Linked DNA regions of Mus musculus: regions 2, 3, 4 and 5 are each linked to region 1. Evidence: chromatin contacts called from public ChIA-PET, Hi-C and promoter capture Hi-C data. All regions are on one chromosome and are shown on one strand. Each heading gives the region's core, a stretch centred on a gene start, on an enhancer-like site or on the middle of the called end of the contact. The rest is flanking DNA. Distances are from core to core; before and after follow the strand shown. Region 1 holds the start of Mtch1 (mitochondrial carrier 1). Region 2 holds the start of Rab44 (RAB44, member RAS oncogene family). Region 3 overlaps Tbc1d22b (TBC1 domain family, member 22B). Region 4 overlaps Cpne5 (copine V). Region 5 overlaps Tmem217 (transmembrane protein 217).

What was found. A called contact is a pair of places that touch in the nucleus more often than the background predicts. ChIA-PET counts read pairs in DNA pulled down with a chosen protein or histone mark. Capture Hi-C pulls out chosen DNA fragments and counts their contacts.
Region 2: a promoter capture Hi-C map of adipose tissue shows a contact between it and region 1. The contact joins the promoter of Rab44 here to the promoter of Mtch1 in region 1. A contact is called at or near these places in 1 of 39 promoter capture datasets (pre-B cells), 1 of 484 Hi-C or Micro-C datasets (double positive thymocytes), 2 of 115 datasets of contacts at active chromatin or transcription factors (extraembryonic endoderm stem cells and large pre-B cells) and 3 of 9 other capture datasets (adipose tissue, liver and pancreatic islet).
Region 3: a contact with region 1 is called in an RNA polymerase II ChIA-PET map of effector CD8 T cells, with 16 read pairs. The contact joins the enhancer-like site here to the promoter of Mtch1 in region 1. A contact is called at or near these places in 3 of 39 promoter capture datasets (fetal liver, hematopoietic stem and progenitor cells and liver), 2 of 115 datasets of contacts at active chromatin or transcription factors (effector CD8 T cells and memory CD8 T cells) and 3 of 9 other capture datasets (adipose tissue, liver and pancreatic islet).
Region 4: a contact with region 1 is called in a Hi-C map of embryonic stem cells, with 4 times the contacts expected there. The contact joins the enhancer-like site here to the promoter of Mtch1 in region 1. A contact is called at or near these places in 1 of 484 Hi-C or Micro-C datasets (embryonic stem cells), 4 of 115 datasets of contacts at active chromatin or transcription factors (the HPC-7 cell line, embryonic stem cells and pancreatic cancer cells) and 3 of 9 other capture datasets (adipose tissue, liver and pancreatic islet).
Region 5: a contact with region 1 is called in an RNA polymerase II ChIA-PET map of effector CD8 T cells, with 51 read pairs. The contact joins the enhancer-like site here to the promoter of Mtch1 in region 1. A contact is called at or near these places in 8 of 39 promoter capture datasets (the C10 cell line, embryonic stem cells, erythroid cells and 2 more), 1 of 484 Hi-C or Micro-C datasets (bone marrow-derived macrophages), 24 of 115 datasets of contacts at active chromatin or transcription factors (the 230-238 cell line, the SCID.adh cell line, SST interneurons and 16 more) and 4 of 9 other capture datasets (adipose tissue, liver, macrophages and 1 more).

What each region holds. Positions count from the first base shown.
Region 1 is chr17:29,346,586-29,349,300 of GRCm38.p6, forward strand. Mtch1 (mitochondrial carrier 1) reads right to left here and starts at 1,347. Exons shown (of 12, transcript NM_019880.4): 1 at 882-1,347. The coding sequence starts at 1,202.
Region 2 is chr17:29,112,809-29,115,523 of GRCm38.p6, forward strand. It overlaps Rab44 (RAB44, member RAS oncogene family), which reads left to right and starts at 1,373. Exons shown (of 14, transcript NM_001364848.1): 1 at 1,373-1,427.
Region 3 is chr17:29,583,119-29,585,833 of GRCm38.p6, forward strand. All of the region lies in intron 8 of Tbc1d22b (TBC1 domain family, member 22B), which reads left to right. The region is part of intron 3 of Tbc1d22bos (TBC1 domain family, member 22B, opposite strand); the gene reads right to left. Among named protein-coding and RNA genes, the nearest start is that of Mir7667, 11 kb to the right of the region's middle. Within about 2 kb of position 1,378, at least 32 of the 459 cell types and tissues checked have an H3K27ac peak or open chromatin away from gene starts, as enhancers often do. A contact at or near this core is called in effector CD8 T cells and memory CD8 T cells, where this site is marked.
Region 4 is chr17:29,158,529-29,161,243 of GRCm38.p6, forward strand. It overlaps Cpne5 (copine V), which reads right to left. Exons shown (of 21, transcript NM_153166.2): 18 at 2,582-2,684; 19 at 1,791-1,848; 20 at 1,424-1,497; 21 at 1-712. The coding sequence ends at 494. Among named protein-coding and RNA genes, the nearest start is that of Rab44, 46 kb to the left of the region's middle. Within about 2 kb of position 1,388, at least 25 of the 459 cell types and tissues checked have an H3K27ac peak or open chromatin away from gene starts, as enhancers often do. A contact at or near this core is called in embryonic stem cells, where this site is marked.
Region 5 is chr17:29,530,841-29,533,555 of GRCm38.p6, forward strand. The region is part of intron 2 of Tmem217 (transmembrane protein 217); the gene reads right to left. Among named protein-coding and RNA genes, the nearest start is that of Tmem217, 17 kb to the right of the region's middle. Within about 2 kb of position 1,306, at least 80 of the 459 cell types and tissues checked have an H3K27ac peak or open chromatin away from gene starts, as enhancers often do. A contact at or near this core is called in the 230-238 cell line, the SCID.adh cell line, double positive thymocytes and 3 more, where this site is marked.

The DNA.
Region 1 (2,715 bases), core at 97-2,596:
TCTGCCAAATGCACAACACCTCCTTCCAACCAGATCCCTCCTCCCCCTTTACCCTTTCCTCATCCTCTATTGGAGTGAATTGCTGCCAACAAGCAAAAAAGCGTTTAGGTGCCCAAGCATCCTTGAATCCAGACATCCCTACCTTTGCTCCAGCTTTGACAACCCTTACCTATTGTGCCTATCCCCATTTTCTGCCCATTCCCAACCCACGCAGACACAATTACTTCAATTCCTTCCTTCCTCCACTAAATGCGTCATCCCATTCTCCCCTTCCCCCTAAAAGCCGCCTCCTGGCTCCCCTTTCCAGACACCGCTCCACTCCCCCCCTCCACCAATGCGGAGGCCCCTCCTCCCACCAAATCTGTCGTCGCCATCAAATCTACAGGCTCCTTCTCAAGTAAACCGATAGCTCTTCCCTGCTGCATTCTTTCCCTCTGAAATTTTTGGCCCTGCTGCCCACTCCTTTGTCCCTCAAAGCTTTCATCCATCTCTATAAATCCAGAGCCCCGCTGTCCTCTGCCCCAAATGTACTCACCTTCTAAACACGTCGCTTTTGTACCCAGCCAGCCCTCATCTACCCATTCACCAAAACTTCTCGGCCCTCCCCCAATCCTGTGGCTTCTTTCCGCACCCCAAATCCATTACCCTTCGGAATTTCAAGCTCACTGCCTTCGACTACTTATCTCCCACATCTCATCGCCTTTCCCTGCACCCCCAAATCCCTTCCTACCCCACGTCTGTCACTCACGTCCCTTCGCTCCCTCCCAGCACCTCCAAATCGCTTCCTTTCCCACGTCAATCACTCAGATCCCTCAGCCCCCTCCCTGCACCCCCACACCGCACATCCCATCCACATCCTCCCGCCGCGCCCCCCGCCCCACCTGGATCAGCAGCTTCACGTAGAGCAGCGGGTGACTGAGAGCCGTCACGCCCGCGCCCAGCGCCACGAACAGCGCCTCGGTGGTCGGGGCGTTGTCCCCGGAGCCCGGGGCGCCCGGGCCGCCGTCCATCCTGCGCGCCGACGGCTGAGCCGCGGGCCGAGGATGGCGAGGGTGCGCGCGGTGCGCGGGTGGCGGGTCCCGAGCGCGGGCCTCGACTCCGGCCGGCGCGCCGCCCCGAGCTCCTGCACCAGCTCCGGCTCCCGCCATCCCCGCGGCGCCGCCGGGAGCCCAAGGCGCCACTTCCGGGTCCGAAGCCCCCATGGCGCCAGGCGTGGAGGTCACTCCCCGTCACGTGGTGCTGGCCACGCCCCGAACGTCAAGGGGAGGGTCCTGGCAGCACCACTCACGCCGCGGGGCGAGGGGGCATGGCGGGCGGGCGAGTGTTGTTCCTTGGTGCTCCCGGGCCCGCCTCCTCCGGCCCGGGGCGGGTTCTTTGCAGCTCTGTGCCCGCCCCTTTGCGGACCAGGCCAGTCACCGCAATCGTGCCTACGAGTCTCAGTCTGTGTGCCCTGCTTCTGCACTCCTTCAGCACGATCCCGGGACCTGTGTAGAAACCCCTCAATAGTTGAGTAACTCACAGCTGCTGAGGGCTGGGAGCACTCTTTGCCTGTGCACTTATGAAGGCCCGGTGCTGGCTGCGTTTAGTTACTAAATAACTAGGCCTGGGAGAGCTCTAGTCTAGTGCCTGGAGCATAGTGCTACGCATGCCTTGAGAGCAATTCTTAGGGCCACCTTCCAGGAAGGTGCTTACTCCAGCCGGTGATTTGTTTCCACCTCTGAACAAGCACAGCAGCTCTCAGCTGGTCTTGAACTGCCCAATAATAGAGTCTTCTGGTAATGGACCTCAGAGTCAGCAGGGACCCTTTGGTCCCTAGCAAGGGACCTTGTCCTCTTGCTAGTTTGCAAGGAAGGTCTTTGGAATGGTCAGATATTTGCACCCTCCCTGATTGCCCGTGGTGTAGGTTTTACCTCACGTTCCTGACACTTGCCCACGCAAATACTTTCCATCTGTGGGCTTTTCCTCCGTATTGTCCCCAGTGCCTTGTTTTTCCGATCTGTATTTGACTGTCCCCCATTGGACCGTGTTTTTGTATGGCCCATTCCGAATGTGGCTCCCTGTACCGTACTACCGTGTACTGTACTGTGTTGTATCATATTGTATTGTCTGGCATTAATATCTATCTTCTATCACCGCAAATATAGGAATGCATAGAAAGTATATCTTCAGGGAAACCATTCCTAAGGGAATGAATGAAGCAAACAAAGTAACAATCCAGTGCAGTGGCACACACCTGTAAAGTAAGCCCGATACTCAGGAGGCAGAGGCATCAGGATAGGAGTTCAAGGCCAGACTGAGCTGTGCACCATGCTACATCAATTTCCTTGGCTGCAATTGATAGCTGGCTGTTAGCAATCACAATTCTTTCATTCACATCTTAGTTACTAATATTATCTCAAGATACAGATCACACTGTGATTATAAGTGTGTGTGTGTGTGTGTGTGTGTGTGTGACAGAATGACTTCAAAGGGTTACAAAGGCCACAAATCTCAACAATTTGAAAGAGTCCTTACTGGAGGCAGAGGCAGAGAAAGCCACTTCTGAGGTTAGATATTAACCAGTCCATCTGGAGAACGGCTCAGGAAGGGCAGAGCTGCTGAGGGCTTGCAGGACTGGGTACAGGTGGGTGAGCAGATGGACAGACAGATGGATGGTAATTCAAACAGGCCACATCAAACACTGGGAACCCAGCTAAACTGAAGCCCCTGGGATTG
Region 2 (2,715 bases), core at 123-2,622, 230 kb before region 1:
GCAACCTATTAGCTTAGTCTGTTTCCTAAGAAGGAAGCTTGCTGCAAGCTCCCCTCCTGTCAAATATGCTGTCCTTGAGTGAGGACCTGAGGTGAGGGGGAGGGTCTTAGTTAGGGTTTTACTGCTGTGAACAGACACCATGACCAAGGCAAGTCTTTTTTTTTCCTATTTATTTATTTAATGTATGTGAGTACATTGTAGTTGTACATATGGTTGTGAGCCTTTATGTGGTTGTTGGGAATTAAATTTAGGATCTCTGCTTACCCCGGTCGGCCCTACTTGCTCGGTCCCTGCTTGCTCCAGCCCAAAGATTTATTTATTATTATAAATAAGTACGGGGCTGGTGAGATGGCTCAGCAGGTAAGAGCACCCGACTGCTCTTCCAAAGGTCCTTAGTTCAAATCCCAGCAACCACATGGTGGCTCACAACCATCTGTAACAAGATCTGATTCCCTCTTCTGGTGTGTCTGAAGACAGCTACAGTGTACTTACATATAATAAATAAATAAATCTTAAAAAAAAATAAGTACACCGTAGCTGTCTTCAGACACACCAAGATCAGATCTCATTACGGATGGTTGTGAGCCATTATGGATAGTTGCTGAGATTTGAACTCAGGACCTTCGGAAGAGCAGTTGTTGCTCTTACCCACTGTGCCATCTTGCCAGCCCCAGGGCTAGTCTTATAAGGACATTTAATTGGGGTTGGTTTACAGGTTCAGAGGTTCATCCCATTATTATCAAGACAGGAACAGGGCAGCATCCAGGCAGGCATGGTGCAGGAGGAGGTGAGAGTTCTACATCTTCATCTGAAAGCTGCTAGCAGTAGACTAGTTTCCAGGCAGCTAGGATGAGGGTCTTAAAGCCCATACCCACAGTGACACACCTACTCCAACAAGACCACACCCACTCTAACAAGGCCACACCCATTCCAACAAGTTCACACCTTCTAAAAGTGCCAAGCATATACAAACCATCACAGGGGTATTGTTCCCCTGTGGCATTTTCTGCACCAGTTGTAGCCACAGAGGCTTCTCTTGCTTGACCTTCCTACTGGGCTGAGGACACTCTGGCCTTGTTACTACAGGCTGAGTGTGATGCGCGCGCGCGCGCGTAAACACACACACACACACACACACACACACACACACACACAGAACCTCTGCTCACAACCTCTCCCCAGCCCTAACTTTCTGCTACAATTCCAGGACCCAGGGCATCAGGCAAGACAGAAGGTGCAGCCAGGGCCCCTTTCCAGGGGAAGTTCCCTAGATGAACGCAGGAGATGAGGCAGCCAGGGAACGGAAAGGGGCGATTGGGCAAGAGACAAGACTGTTGACAGTTGCAGAGTGTGTGGGCTCTGTGGGCTGAGCAGACAGTGACCTCCTCACAGGTCCGGGAGCACCAGCAAACGGCAGCCTCTGAGAGGTGGGATTTGGGACTCACCCCAGCAGGCAATGCTGCTGTGTGGAGGGGCTGGGGAGGGACAGTACGGGTCCCATGCAGTTTCTTTTCCTTCTTTCTTTCCTTCCTTCCTTTCTTTTTTTCCTTCTTCCTTCCTTCGAGATGGGGGTCTTTCTATGTAGCCAAGGCTGGCCTTGAACTCACAGAGATCCACCTGACTCTGCCTCCTAAATTCTGGGATTAAAGGTATATACTGCCAACCGACTTTTTTTTTTTTTTTTTTTTTTTTTGAGATGGGGTCTTGTGTAGCTCAGGTTGGTCCTAAACTCACTACACAGCGGAAGATGACCTTGAACTCTTGATCTTCCTGCCTCCATCTTCAGGGTGCTGGGGTCATACTTCAAAGCCCAACTCCTGTCTAGCTTCTGAGTCTCAGGAGTGCAAATTGAACTTCCGTACTCCTGTACTGTCTGACAGAGGCCCGAGCTGTATGTATTACTCCTGTGAGTGAGGAGTAGATTGTGGACTTGTGAGATGGGGCAGGTCTTCTTGGCTTCTTAGAGACTCTGTTTCTCTATCCGTTAGTGAGTGAAGCTGGGGTGGGGTGGGGTGGGGTGGGACAGGCTATTGGGACTAGGTGGCTCTCGGGTGTTGGCAGTGGGAGACCATTGGCTGTGGTTGGCTTTTCCCAAGGTAAGTTTCACACTGGGCTAACCCAGTTTCTCACCTCTCTGTGACAAGATGGTAGGGATGGGAGATCCTGTAGTCTCTGGCAGATGTCAGGTTGTGGTCCTACTGTGTTGTGGTCCTACTATGTCCTCCGTTCTTTCATTCTTACATTTTGTTTATTTTTCTTTAGCCCAGCCCCCCTCCTCTCCAATTCTTGATGGGAGGCCTCGGGGCCCTGTTCTATGAGCTAAAATCCATGTCTGTGCCATCGTGGCCAGCCATCTCTTGGTGGCTAGCAGCAGGGCTCATTGGCTTCCAAGTTTGCTCCAGGTGAGGGGAGAGGTGTAGGAGACACCTGGGGCTTGATTGTTTGACTGGTTGTGAGGGGCCTTTCATTGTGCAGGGTGTATAGGAGAATCCATCAGAAACACGGGCATGAGGCCGGAGGGTACCCTGCAGCTGACTACAGAAGGGTCTTTTGGAGTCACCAAGTGAAGGGTAAGGGTAATTGCCTAGGAGCTGAGTGTGTGGAGTGTGTGTGTGTGTGTGTGTGTGTGTATGTGTGTGTGTGTGTGTGTGTGTGTGTGAGAGAGAGAGAGAGAGAGAGAGAGAGAGAGAGGCTTTCATGGACTCACCAAAGAAG
Region 3 (2,715 bases), core at 128-2,627, 240 kb after region 1:
AGGCAGTGGTGGCACACACCTTTGATCCCAGCACTTGGGAGATAGAGGCAGGCAGATTTCTGAGTTTGAGGCCAGCCTGGTCTACAGAGTGAGTTCCAGGACAGCCAGGACTACACAGAGAAACCCTGTCTTGAAAAAAACCAAAAAAGAGATTTATGTATTTTATATATATATATATATATATATATCCTAGCTGTCTTCAGCCACACCAGAAAAAGGCAACCGATCCCATAACAGATGGTTGTGAGCCACCATGTGGTTGCTGGGATTTGAACTCTGGGCCTCTGGAAGACCATCTCTGAGCCCCTCATCTCAGCAGCTGTAATTTTTAGCATTTTTAAATAAAACATTAAAATTTATATAATTTGTAATTATATTTTATTAAAATAAGTAATAACTCAATAATTAAAATAAACCATTTAATATTTATTTGTGTGTGCATGTATTTACACACATGAATGTATGTATGTATGTATGCTTGTATTGGGTATATGTATGTGTGTATGCATCTGTGTCTATGCATGCATCTGTTCGTTTGTATATATATGTGTATGTGTGTATGAGGCAGGGGACAGCTTGCAAGAGTTCATTATCTCTTTGCACCACGTGGATTCCAAGAATCAAATTCAGATTGTTATGGTGACAGATACCCTTCTATCTCGGGGCTCCTGGGATAACGTTTTAAACCTAAAGCCTCGCTGTGCCCCTATCTCTCATCCCCTGAGAGAGAAACCCTCCCTAAGCCCCAGGCATACTGTCCCATAGAGTCCTCCTGGGACTTAGCTGTCCCTTAGCTGAATTACCTTCTCCAGTGTCACTTGCCAGTGTTTCCCTCTCTGTCCTCCAGCAGACTCTCCTGTTTGGAGGCCAGAGACAATCTGAAGGTTCTCCCCTCCTTTGTAGAAGAATGAGACCTCCTATCCCATGGTTTGGGCACAGGATGCTTGGAAGTTCGTGGGACTGTGCCGGGCATGGCCACTGGGGAGCAGTGCACCCCACTTCTGCTGTTGTGCCCAGTGTCAGGTCATCTCTGAAGTCAAGTTGAGGGACTGGGGAGGCAGGCAAAATAAGACAACAACAAGACAGAACAAGAGTATCCACAGGTCAAAGCTGGAAGCAACTGCACTAGCCTTACGGCTGTTCATGCTGCCGTAAGAGGAGCACGTACCGGTGTAGGCAACCATGTGCCAGCTACAGGGTAAGCGGGGGTCGTAAGATTACATTCACACTGAGCCCAAAGTAAGCAAAGTCTCTCTGCAGCCCTGGAGGTCAGGGCCCAGGTGCTTTGTGTTGGCTGCCTGGGAATAGATGAGGGCGCTCTCCTGACCTGGGAGTGGGTGAGGAGGAAGTGCCCCCTCCACTTTCTCACCACCCCAGCTGTACTGTTAACCACAGATGTGGGCACGCATAGCATATCAGAACTGTGTGTGTCAGTGCAGTTTGCTGTGGACATTATACCTTCAGAAAAGCCTCCCTCACAGCTTTTGAAAGCCTGGTGGGTGGCCTTCTCCAGTCCTTCCCTGAAACCCCTCCGTTTGCCATGTGGCTGCTTGTCAGACTACACCACAAACAGAATAGCTCTCATTCTCTTCCTTTTCATCTCCTTTTTCCTGGAAGCTCCCTGGACTTGTCTGCCTCTCTTGTTTTTTCTTAGATGCTAATAAAACTGGCCTAGGGTGAATAAAAAACCCATATGTATTTATGTATATGGTTGGGAGGAACAGATGCTAAATTGAAAGGGGTGGGAAAGTACATATTAGTTTTTGCAAAGTGTTGGCATAGTCTGTTTTGCGTTGTGATGACAGAATACTCACAGCCGGGTACATTCTGAGGCCAGATGGCTGGGTGCTTTGTAAGTAAAGTTATTTTGTTCCTGATGTCTCCTGAGTCCAGACAGTGGGACACCATTGTCTCTGTGAAGACAATGGTGAAGAGCTCCGTGCAGGCAAGGTCTGCCTTGCTACAGGGTCTGCTGGTGCCAAGGTAGAAAGGGATGCTGTGGCCCTCAGGAGGTGCCCAGCTTGATGGCAGTAGCTCTTTCCGTGGAGACGCATGCACTCCCTCGAGTAAAGGCAGTGCCACCCTGGGCTCCAGCCCTGAGCTTTGCCCTCCAAAGCACAGCAAGCTCTGCTCTGAGAGCAAGGGAGAAAGCCTGGCCTGGCCTGGCTGTGCCCTGCTCTGTGGATGGCAGGGCTTGTGCATGTGTAACAAGCAGAGGACAGCTCCTGATCGTCGGATGTCTCCCTCCGTGTGCCAGAGATCGGGTCCTCAGGTTTGGCATCCAGCACCTAGTCCTGTTGATCCGCCGCCATCTCACTGGTGCAAGAAGCAGGGCTTTGTTGTTGTTGTTTGTTAAATCTTTTTGAAACAAGGTCTCATTGTATACTTTGGCCATCCTGGAACTCACTGTGTAGACAAGGCTGGCCCAGAACTCAAAGGACCACTTCCCTGGACCCTCAGCCAAATGCTGAGGCTAAAGGCATGCAACCACCATGCCGGGCAGGAAGTGGGTTTTGAATAGAGCAGTGTGTGTGTGTGGGGGGGAGTGTTTCTGAGCAGAGTCCTGAGGAAGGAGAATCGGGGTGCTGGCTTCACATCCTCAGTGCCGTGGATGCTGCTCTCCCCACCCCGACTCCCATCACCCCACCCAACTTCCCACCCCACCCCACCCTGCCCATGTGGCCGATGCTCCCTCTCACGGGGCCTGTTCTGAGA
Region 4 (2,715 bases), core at 138-2,637, 190 kb before region 1:
GAGCAGGAGACATCTCAGTGCTACAAGCTACCTGTGATAGCTCCAGTGACCATTCTAGAACATTCTAGCATACCACTGAGCCTTTGAGGATCAGGAAAGGGGCTCTATCTGCTCACATATGGAGTCCCTAAGAGGGTCACATGCATCCCTGGTAGTCTACCAGTCTGGGGTTCCCTGGAAACAGGACAGGGGATCTCATGGGACTGGGGACACTAGACACTAGGGTAGGAGGAGACAGGAGCTGGAAGAGGCCCAGCTGGGTTGCAAGAATAAGAAAGTCTTGGAGTTGTCCGGCATGGACTAGGGGGGTCCCCTCAGCCCCAGAATCTGTGTACCCCTTGTCTTCTATACCACAGTCCCCTGGATTTGGGTGTGAAGTGGGGTGAGGCCCTGACACCCCATTTCCCGCTGGCCCTCCAAGCAGAGTCTGGGAAACCGACCAGGAGGAGAATAGGGTGTCAGTCTACCCTCCAGGCCCTTGGTCCTCTCAGCTTCAGATATGCGTGTGCACGGGGGATCCAGGAGGTGAGTGGGCTGGGGACTGTGGGGGTGACTGAGCGGGTGCAGCAGGTGGCGGGCGTGGGCGGATGCCCTGTGCCTTCATGTAGGACACCAGTTGGTCCGGAATCTCAGCCAGAACATCCCGGGCCAGGCGGGCCATGCTCAGTACGTGGTTGCCGGTGCGGTCCACATAGTCCCTGAAGGGCACAAACTGAGAGGCAAGGAAGATGGGGTCAAGATGGGGCACGTGGGTCCCCTCCCAGAGAACCCACTCTATCCAACCCCCCCCACTTTGCGAGTTTCCCCGGGGATGGGCCATGCCTCTGTGCTGAGTCCTTCATCTGTATTCCACAGGAGGCCTAACACTGACCCAAGCCCTTCATCGGAGACTAGCAAGGAGAACAGAGGCTCAAAGGATGCTGGGAAAGGCTAACCGGATCCTGCCTCCTTGCTCCCAAGGGATGCTGGGAAAGGCTAACCGGATCATGCCCCCTTGCTCCCAAGGGATGCTGGGAAAGGCTAACCAGATCCTGCCTCCTTGCTCCCTTTTCCTTTCCCACCCCTCTCCAGGGGGACCCTCTCAGTCTCCTAGGACCCCAACACTTGTCTAAACCCACATCTAACCCAGCTTCCTCTCAATGCTGCCAACCTCTGGCTCCTTCCTGTCTCCCTCCTCCTAGGATCCAGGGTGCCACCTCCATCTATGAGGGCTCTCCATGCCACTGGAAGGCCATGTGGCACAGACTCCCTGTGCAGGGCTCTGGATTCCGTGGGAGCATCATTCAGGTTAGAAGGGACTTCCTAGAGGGCAGGGAGGGGTGGGGCTTCCTGAGAAGACTGGCCCAGGAAGGGATTCCAGTGTCTGTCCTTGAGATGCCTGTAAAGGCGCTCTGGCACTGCGGAAGGGCGGGGCCTGTTTCACCTGGACAATGTCTCGCTCAGCCAGCTTCCCCCTGGAGGAGATCCGCACGTCATCACCGTCCAGCTCCACCATGGCTGTAGAGACAAGGGATGTGTGCGTGTGATCAATCCCTCCAATCCCAGGCCAGCCCAGGGCCCTTGCCCCAACACTAGAAATGGGTGGAGACCTAGGGCCCTGCTCCTTGTCTGGGTTGAGGAGCCTGACCTCGGGATGAGGCTGAGACCTGCATGGGTACTGACACACCCTCTCAAGGCACACAAGTCTACCCAGACTGCATGCATGCCTGGGCATGAGCTCCAGCGGGTGGGGACGGGATGCCATGGGGTTCTGTAAGAGAAGGCAGCTGGGAAAGGGACTCTGGACTCACCATCGAACTCGGCCTGGCCCACGCCAACAATGATGATCGACATAGGGAGTTTGGCAGCCTGGGAAAAACAGGGGAGGGGCAAAAAGCTGTGTCAGACAGGTAGGGACTGGAGGGTGGGTCAAACAAAATAGGGCAGGGCAAAGGGATAGAGAATGAAGGTTAGGGGACCCCAAGGAACCCCAAGGGACAGGATAGGGAAAGGACACGGATCAAGAGAAGATAAATTGCTGGGGAGGTGGTGGGGGGCTGGGTCTGCCTGCCTCTGTAAAGCAACCTCCTCCCTCTGGTGCTAGGGCTCTACCATGAGGGGCTAAGGCAGCTGTGGCTAAGGCCCCTTTTCTGAGGAAACCATGGGTCAAGGTTAGGGAAGGGAGCTTTCCTCACTGAGACTCTCTGCTACATGACAGGCAAGCTGGGGCCTAGGGTGGGTGGCTGAGGGGGTCATGGGCTCCCCAGAGAGCATGGTCATCTGTGTGGCTGAGGTCTGAGCTCTCATAGGTTCAGGGCATCTCCATTCCCCAAACCCCTGTCTAATACTCTCTCCGTGTCCTGTCAGTCTCTGTGGAGTAACCAGATGACTTTATGGGGTGGCCAGTAACATTATGGGGGGCAGGAAAAGAAGCCACCCTGTGGTTCTTTAAAAGGAGCACCCCTGGGTTCTCTTAGGGGTAGGACAAGATGTTTTAGTCCCCTCAAACCATGTGTGTGTGTGTGTGTGTGTGTGTGTGTGTGTGTGTGTGTGTGTATGTGAGAGAGAGAGAGAGAGAGAGAGCGCGCCATCCTCCACTCACATTTACAATTGCCTCCTTGGTCTGTGCCATGTCCGAGATGACACCATCAGTGATGATGAGCAGCACAGAATACTGGGAGCCATCCTGCACAGCTGCGGCGTTCCTGTGGGAGTGGGGGTGGTGTGAGCACACAA
Region 5 (2,715 bases), core at 56-2,555, 180 kb after region 1:
TTAAAATCTAGGACCCACATGTGAGAGAACGCAGGTCCTATTTGTCCTTTTGAGCCTGGTTTATTCTACTTCTACTTCATTTACTTCATTCGAGGATTTCCAGCTTCATCCATTTCTCTGCAAATGTCACTATTTCATATTATTTCACAGCTGAATGATTTCCACAGTCTGTACCTTCCGCATCTCCTCCATCCATCAATCCTTCCATCAGCTGATGGATATCCATGCTGGTCCCACTCCTAGATGTCTTGGGTTTCTGAGACAGAAGGCGAGGGGTGTCTTAGCTGCCTGTTTTGCCTCAGGGCCCCTCCTAAAGTAAAGGTCTGGAGCGGCTGCCAGCTGAAGGCTGTCCTCCGAGGAGGGTCCTTTCACTCACCTGGCTGTTGGTAGCTCCTGGCCAGAAACCTCAGCTCTCTTCTTCTGGCCTGTTTTAAGGGCTGCCTGAGTCTCCTTGTGCCATGGCTGCAGGCTTTCCTCGAGGGTAACTGTTTGGTAGCAGCAGAGAATGGCTGTGTCTTTTTTTTTCTTTTAAATTTTATGTGGTTGAGTGCCTTTCTGCATGTAGGACCGCCAGGTGCCTGCAGTGCCCATAGTAGCCCGAAGAGGGCGCCAGTTGGAGCCCGAGGAACTGGAATTACACAGGCAGTTGTGAGCAGCAAATGCTCTTACCACTGAGCCATCTCTCCAGCCCTGCGGTCTTGCTTCTTATAGGCTTACTAAAGGCTAACCACAGGGCTGCGCACACAGTCCTGGCCGATGGCAGCCTCCGCTCATCACCCCAGGGTGATGAGGCTTTGAGCTTTCTTCTCAGCCAAGTAGCCAGCATCCAACCCAGCAGGGTGTGTGTGTGTGTGGGGGGGCACTCTCTAGGGGGCACAACCTGCTACCTCCCCAGTTTTCCCAACAGGAGAGAAATCCCAGATACTGTAGGGAAGCTAGGGTCTTCCCTTCTTCCTGTATTCTTCCAGGCCAAACTCTTGCTCAAGAGATCAGATTTCCCAAAACAAAAACCCAATCCTCTCCAACACAGAAAGAAAACCAGCCTGCCATGCTTGACAGTGAGTCAGCTGACAAGCAGGGAAACCAGTCCCCACTGGGGATGGGCGAATGCAGACAATAAACCACAGGGCTGCGCACACAGTCCTGGCCGATGGCAGCCTCCGCTCATCACCCCAGGGTAGCTCTACACATCCCTTGCTATGTCTATAATCTTTTCTTTCTCCAGTGCCTTTTCTCTACTTGGCTCTTTCCTCTGGGTCTTTCAGGTCTCCTACGCGGTGTCAGGGTCCCACGGTAGCTTCCTTTCTGTGGTCACTGGCTGACTGCCAACTTGCCTCTCACTAGCAGGCCAATCAGGAGTGCCCCGGAAGCTCTCCTCTGCGCTCCTTTCTTCCACAGGATGTCAAACACATCTCTGAGAACTTTCAGTGAATTCTCACTGTTCAATGCTCAGAACTGGGGTACATGGGCACCCCTAGCCACGGTATCACCATAGCTGCCATAGACAAATATTTATGCCAGGACTAGAACTCAGCTGCCTTATTCCACTAGCAAGGAGCCCTCTTGATGAAGAATATGGAGTTTGTTCTGCTCAGGACCCGTTTTCCTTGAATGTGGAGGTCTCTGATGTGGGACAGGACCTTCCCTTCCTTAGTGTAGCAATTGCGCCTTCCACAGACAGCCACACAGTTGGCCAGAATAAAGTTTAGATTTCCAAGTATCACTTGCAGCTAATGGCTATGCTACCAAAGGGTTTTTATTTATTTATTTATTTATTTATTTATTTATCTATTTAGTGTGTTTATTTTTGGACCAGAGGAAGGGAGTATTTTGAGATAGGGTTTCTCTGTGTAGCCTTTACTGTCCTAGAACTCACTCTGGCCTTGAACTCAGAGTTCTGCCTGCCTCTGCTCAGATTAAAGGAGTGCACCACTGCCCAGCTTGGAAGTTGGTAGCCTGGTTGCTACCAACGTTTTTTAAATGACATTTTATTCATTTTGTGTGCATGCAAGAGTTATGGTTGTGGATGTGAGCATGCCACAGTGTGTTTGTGGAGGTTGGATGACAACTTTTGGGAGTAGGCTTTCTTCTTCCACCTTCATGAGGGTCCTAGGAAAATGGAACTTGGACTTTCAGCCATCTTGTTTGGCTTTTGATGCCTCGTGTAGCCTGGGATTGCCATGAATCCATTATGACTTTGAAATCCTGATCCTTCTGCCTCTACCTCCAGTGTCGGGGTCACAGGCTTGGAACCACTGTGTCTGGCTTGATGCTGTCAATTTGTAAGAAAGGGCTGAGAAGAGAAGAAACCAAGGTGGCCATCTGTATTAAATATCAGACTCCTGTCGTTCCTCTTTGTCATCCAGATGGCTCAGAGGTATTTACGGGAGGGGCCCAGCTAGGGACACTTGCACTATCACAGACCCCTGCTTCTACAGACAGAACAACAGAGAAAAGAGATGGAGACCCCTGAGGGTTTCACAGAGCAGACCCCCATTGTGTTTTAAACTCCCACAGGAGAGGGTTAAATGACTGTCCTGCTGTATTCACCTCATGTTATTTTGTAGCCAGGCTGAAAGGATAAAACTGCCTTGAATGATCTACCTTACAAGCATTCTAAAGTCTGCCACAGCTGGGGCCAGGGATGGCTCTGTGGTTAAGAGGGCTTACAGTCCTTGGGGAGGACCCCAGCTCAGTTCTCAACTCATGAAGGCA